Linked DNA regions of Zea mays: region 2 is linked to region 1. The links are chromatin contacts, called in public Hi-C maps. All regions are on one chromosome and are shown on one strand. The core of a region is the stretch at or near the end of the contact, and the rest is flanking DNA. Distances in the headings are between cores, read along the strand shown.

Evidence for each region. A called contact is a pair of places that touch in the nucleus more often than the background predicts.
Region 2: a Hi-C map of endosperm shows a contact between it and region 1, with 3 times the contacts expected there. The contact joins the promoter of LOC103654100 here to the promoter of LOC100277414 in region 1. A contact is called at or near these places in 7 of 25 Hi-C or Micro-C datasets (bundle sheath, ear, endosperm and 3 more).

Annotation. Positions count from the first base shown.
Region 1 is chr4:175,324,675-175,327,593 of Zm-B73-REFERENCE-NAM-5.0, forward strand. It overlaps LOC100277414, which reads left to right and starts at 1,625. Exons shown (of 13, transcript NM_001150979.1): 1 at 1,625-1,930; 2 at 2,361-2,438; 3 at 2,517-2,636; 4 at 2,760-2,832. The coding sequence starts at 1,823.
Region 2 is chr4:175,138,069-175,141,010 of Zm-B73-REFERENCE-NAM-5.0, forward strand. It overlaps LOC103654100 (signal peptide peptidase-like 4), which reads right to left and starts at 1,576. Exons shown (of 14, transcript XM_035967415.1): 1 at 1,560-1,576.

The DNA.
Region 1 (2,919 bases), core at 375-2,874:
TATAATCAAAGCAAGAGACACCAATTGTGTGGTGGTCCTTGTAGGGTCTAAGTGACCCGTTTGATTAAGGAGAAATCTCACTCGGTCTAGGTGACCGTTTGAGAGAGGGAGAGGGTTGAAAGAGACTCGGTCTTTGTGACCACCTCAACGGGGACTAGGTTCTTTGGAACCGAACCTCGGTAAAACAAATCACCGTGTCATCCGCTCTATTTCTTTGGTTGATTTGTTTTCCCCTCTCTCCCGGACTCAGATTTAATTATAACGCTAACCCCGGCTTGCAGCGTGTTTAAGTTATAAATTTTAGATTCCGCCTATCCACCCCCCTCTAGGCGACTGTCAGTTTACATCGGTTTGGGTTAGCTGGCAAGTACGTTATTTGATGGTCATGTCCCGTCTGCCTGTCCTGTGTGTGTTTGTTTTCTCTCTCTCTATGTCGTTGAAATTTATTGCTGCGTTGTGCTAGCAGCTGTTTTGTAATCTGTGGTCTGCCACGACTCTAAGTAAATGTTTTTTCTTGTTTTCCTTAAAAATGAGGTCGTTGAGGCGTGACTCAGTCATGCCGGAATCAATAAAATTCAAGTGGGAGCCTCTTCCTACGTTGTCAGTCAAAAAATTCTGTGATGGTTAATACGTGAACTAATATAACAACACTCTATAGAAATATTATTACATCTTTACATGTAGTAGCACTAATTTTGTTCCTATGAAGAACCAAAACTTCTTGCCATCCCTTCTTCTCTTGAATTGCATCGTTTGTAGCAAGCTCCCCTGAAAACCGTGCACTTAAGCATGACAAGCATCCCAAGAAGAAAACACACCAGTTTGATGCCCCAGCATGTACTACACATCAAGCCATAGCTGTAAATTTTGTTAGAACATAATACAATGCAAGGTATAGTTACATAGAATCATTATAGGCATGAATTGTGCTTAGTAACCCACTAGATAATTCAATATATAGATCACATCGTAATAGGCAATGGGCATTAATCTCAGACCAAGGTAGCAAGAAATGAACATTTGCAATCAGCTTCCCCGTGGGGGGCTACAAATACCCAGCGAGTGGCACAAAAGGAAGACGGAAAGTCGGTAACCTTAGACTTCCCCGCGCAACCACACCTGCATTGTGGGAGCCACGTTTTGGAGTCCGCGCTCCTCCCTCGCGTTCGTAGCGAGCTAGGCCAAGAAGAAACAGAAAGTCGCTGACGTTTTCCCGCTAGGCTTAGGAGGGAGGAATGCACATGCGGATATAAACCTCTAGATATGGTATAAACAACCAAACTAGTGAGACCTATATTTGATGGGCCTCGCTAAGCTGAATGTAACCAATCGAACGCCCATTTAAGGCTATCCTCAATAGATTATCCACCTCTATCATTATATTTAAACTCCACCCTATTAATAAGTGGTCTATATTAAAAAACAATAAAAAATAATATTTTGAGTACGTATTGACGCAGATACTACAAAATACGTTTTCACATAGTGGGTTTATGTGTTTCCTCTCACGAAGCGCGATGCAAATGGCTCGCCGTTCCGTCGCCCCAACCGAACGGACGTGACACGCACGCACGGACGCACGGCACGCGGACACGGCGCGCGCGCGGCGACTCCGGGCTGGGGTCTCCCTCTTCCCTTCCCTCAGATCCAACTCCGTTTCTCCATTCCCTCCCTAGCCCAGCCAGGGAACCAGTCTCAGTGAATCCCGCGCCCGGATCAATCTCGCCCAAGGAAGCAGCTCTTCACGACTTGCTTCCAGATCCATCCATCCATCCATCCATCCATCCGAGGTTGGGCCGTGGGGGTGTCGGTGCGGTGGGAAATGGGGAAGGGGATCAGCGGCGACGCCCGCCTCGCCGCGGCGCCTTACGACCAGTGGGTGCTGCTGAGCCCCGCCGGGGGCTCGCCGCGCCCGCCCGCGCGCTACAAGGTACGGTTCCTGCCTTTCTGCTGCTGCCGCTTCTGTTATACCTGCTACTGTATTATACGATCGATTTCCTCGTCACCATTACCGTCGCTGGCGGCGATCTCGCTGTGATTGGGCGACCAGCAGTGCGAGGAACCCCGTCATCATCATCAGTTCATATTTCATTGCTTGGTATAAATTCGGTCGGTGCAAACAGATTCTCGGCTGCAGCAGAATGCAGCCAGCACGAACCGCGCCCTAGTTCTGCCTCTTGGTGGCCGACCCCTATGTCTAGCGGCTAGTTTTAGCTTTAGCTCATGAGGGTCGAGGGACATTGGCCCATCAAGCAGTGATTTCCATCCATGTGAAATGACGGAATCAGTTAGATGTGCTGGCCTTCGTTTGCTGTGCGATGATCCAACCCTCTGGTTAACCGCTCTCACATATGTAACAGCATGCTGCCCAAGTGGTTCAAGACAAGCTGTACGTTGTCGGAGGGAGTCGCAACGGCCGTTCTCTATCGGACGTCCAGGTTTGCCAGGCCCACTAAATATCGTCCCTCGCAATTTCCTTTTACCTATAATTGAACAAACTTGGACACGTTTGGCAGGTTTTTGATTTTAAGACATCCTCTTGGTCAGCGTTAAGCCCTGCTAGAGGCTCAAAACATCCCAACCATGAAAATGATGCCACAGGTGGATCGTTCCCAGCATTAGCAGGCCACAGTATGGTAAACACGCCATCCTACCCTTTTGATGGTTTTTTTTTACTGTCTTGTAGCTCTGCAGCCTCTTTTGCTCATTTGATCTAAACAGCTATCATGATATATGCTGGTCGTTGTCTTTTTGCTCAGGTCAAGTGGAAAAACTATCTCCTGGCCGTAGCTGGGAGCACAAGGTCGTCATCATCATTAAATAAGGTTTCAGGTATTTGAGTATTTCTTTACGAAAACATTATGTTTTTTTCACATACTAAACTTAGAGCAGAGAAATGTGAGATCATCGATTTCCTTC
Region 2 (2,942 bases), core at 326-2,825, 190 kb before region 1:
TATGTGGGTATTGTTGTGAGCCGTCGCAACGCACGGGCAACCGACTAGTTATATTCTATAATCATGTACAGACTTTGAATAGTTTGACTCAGAACAAACTTAGGTCCCTTATATGTCAGGACAGAGGGAGTAATATCTTGGACATAACACTAAATTTAGGACATGAGCCAGTAGCAAAAAGACTATAATAGATAACCTTCAACGAGAGAATCCCAGCAGCTTAGATGAGTTGAATGAGCTTACACTAAAGCTGGGCTTTATCTAAAATAGGAAAGTGGAATAAGCCAACAACACCGGGTTCCGCCAACGCATGACCTATAATTCCCAAGTGGCAGTATTCTTTTTTTTTCATTCAATCAATTGCCAGCATTCTCAAACTTGAAAGTCGTAAGTGCCATCATGATCATCGTATCTAATGAGGCGCATAAAGGCAACGGGCATACTCCGTGTAATTAACAGCATATCTAATGAAGCTCTAGAGACTCCATAGCCGACGATGCTGTACGCGAGACCGTACGGGCGACCTAATCGTCCCTCTTCCCGTCCAAGCAAATGACGTGGCTGAACACCCAACCCAATCCACACCCAAAAAAATAAAGCGACGGTACGGCCATCCGAGGCGAGATTGCAAACTCCACGAGTCCACGACGAATTCAATCCCTAGTTTAGCCCCAAAAACACCCAATCCGAAACTCACGGGCCCAAACCCTCGCCAGCATCGCACCAGCTAGACTAAAATCAACTGCGTCGCTTGCGAGGTGACAGACAGGAGGCACCCCATACTAGAGATGGCCAAACGGGCCGGCCCGGCCCGGCCCGGCCCGGGCCCGGTGAAGCCCGGCCAAAACCGGGCCGGGCCTGCTGAGCCAGCGGGCTTAAGTTTCTGTCCAAGCCCGGCCCGCAGCGGGCCTAAACGGGCCGGGCCGGCCCGTTTAGCACGAAATAACGGGCCGAAAAGCGGGCTAAACGGGCCGGTAAGCACGTTTTAGTGTAAAAAAAACGGGTTTAACGGGCTTAGAGGTAAACAGGCCGTGCCGGGCTAGCCCGCCGTGCCTAGTTTCCTGTCCAAGCCCGCCCGCTTATTCTACCGTGCCGTGCTCGGACCGGGCCCAAAAAGCGGGCTTCGTGCCGGGCTCACGGGCCTCGTGCTTTTTGGCCATCTATACCCCATACCAGCACGAAGTCGTTGGAGCAGCCGGGGATCTTGGGCGCCTCGTCGTCCTGGTGCACGATGTCCCCTCCGGCCGCCACGGCCGCCAGCGCCGCCAGCGCGAGCAGAACCGCCGCGAGCTCCAGCGCCCTGCGGGCCATGACCACCAGCGCCCAGCGGAGACAGCGAGGCGGGCACGATGCGACGGATTTCGACGCTGATCTGCGTGTGCGCTGGAGTAGGAGGAGTATCGCCCTTGTTTTGACAGAAAATAGAAGGCTGCCTCCCTCGCTTTTCCCTCCGCTTTCGTTGTGGGCGTCCGTTTTCTCGGGGCGGAACCAAGCAATGGTCTTATCGGCGGCTGCTCTACGGACTACGGTCATCCGTTGGGTACGGCAGGAGGGCCCACCGTCAGACGCTTCTTCTTCGTCGCCTTCCCGTCACCGTCAACTGCGTAGGGCGATCCGATACGGCACTAGGCAGTCACACGAAGCAACAGTGGTCAGTGGTCGTGATATGAACTCATGTCTGGAGTTTTGACTGTTGTTTTTCTTGTATGAGAAATGACGAAGAACTAACGGACTGTTTGGATCTTATGAACTAAAAAAATGACTTAAGTTTAGTCACTATATAAGCTATCCAAACTAAAAGAGCTAAAAGTGATTAGAACGGTAAAAATATGTCCTATGAGTCATTTTTAATGTTTGAGTTTTTAGCTCTTAAAATAACTATGGCCTCTATCTCTACTACTCCTTAAGTTACTACTGTAGGCGTCCACATACAGTGTTCTGTCTGCTCGCTCTACGGCAACCGCCCCCACCTTTGTCTCCCGCCATTTGCGCCAAGAATCGCAGCCATCTCCGCGCCCCTCTCTACAATCCGCCGCCATCCATGGCAGCGCTGTCCGCGCCCACAAATCACACACAGATTCATGGCAGCCGTGCCCCGCTCTCCTCTCTGTAGTCGCCCGCCATCCATGGCAGCGTCTGTCCGCGCCCACAAATCGCGCGTAGGTTCATGGCAGCCGCGCCCCGCTCCCAAATTTCCTCCGCGCCAGGGATCCACCGCGAATCGCCCATGGTAGCCGCGCTCCATCCGCCCCCTTCCATCCATGGCAGTCGCTCCATCCGCGCCCTCTTTCTTCCCATCCTCCCCCTCAAAGATCTCGTCCACCTGGTCCCCCTGTAATACTCTCTGGGAGCAGGGCCACCAATGCAGACGTCCCTCGTCGCGGCGCAGCTGTGGCCTACGCTCGACGTGCCCGACCTGCTCCGCCACGCTGACCTGGTTATCCGAGGTCAGCCGCATCGAGGAGGTCGAGGAGCCCATCAAGCCAGTGCTCACCTTCGCCTCGCCGTCCGAGAGAAGGTTAGAGGGGGGAAAAGGAGCAGGCCAAATTCATCGGTGGCGGTGTCTGAACCCACCTCATGCCGTCCCTCACAAGTCACGAGCTTTCTCTACTGCGGCTACATGTCCCTCGCCTAGATCGAGTGGCCAGCAGACGAGAAAATGGTGGCGTCGAGTTGGTGGCGCGTGAGGGGTGCTACCACTTCCGGATCCGAATCTCACCATCCCCTCCGCTTTCTTGCCTCCAGGTCTGGGTGCCGTCGGGAGGAGAGAATAGCCTCCAGGACGTCGCCACTGGTGTTCAAGAGGGTGGCCGATATCCAAGCCATCGTTGAGTCCGGCCGCTTCAAGGCAAGCTCCTTCCACTTCCCAACAATTAAGATATTACCTGCTTTAATCACAATCGCTCTGCCCCTCCCGATGCTTTGCTGGCCTTCGCGGGTCA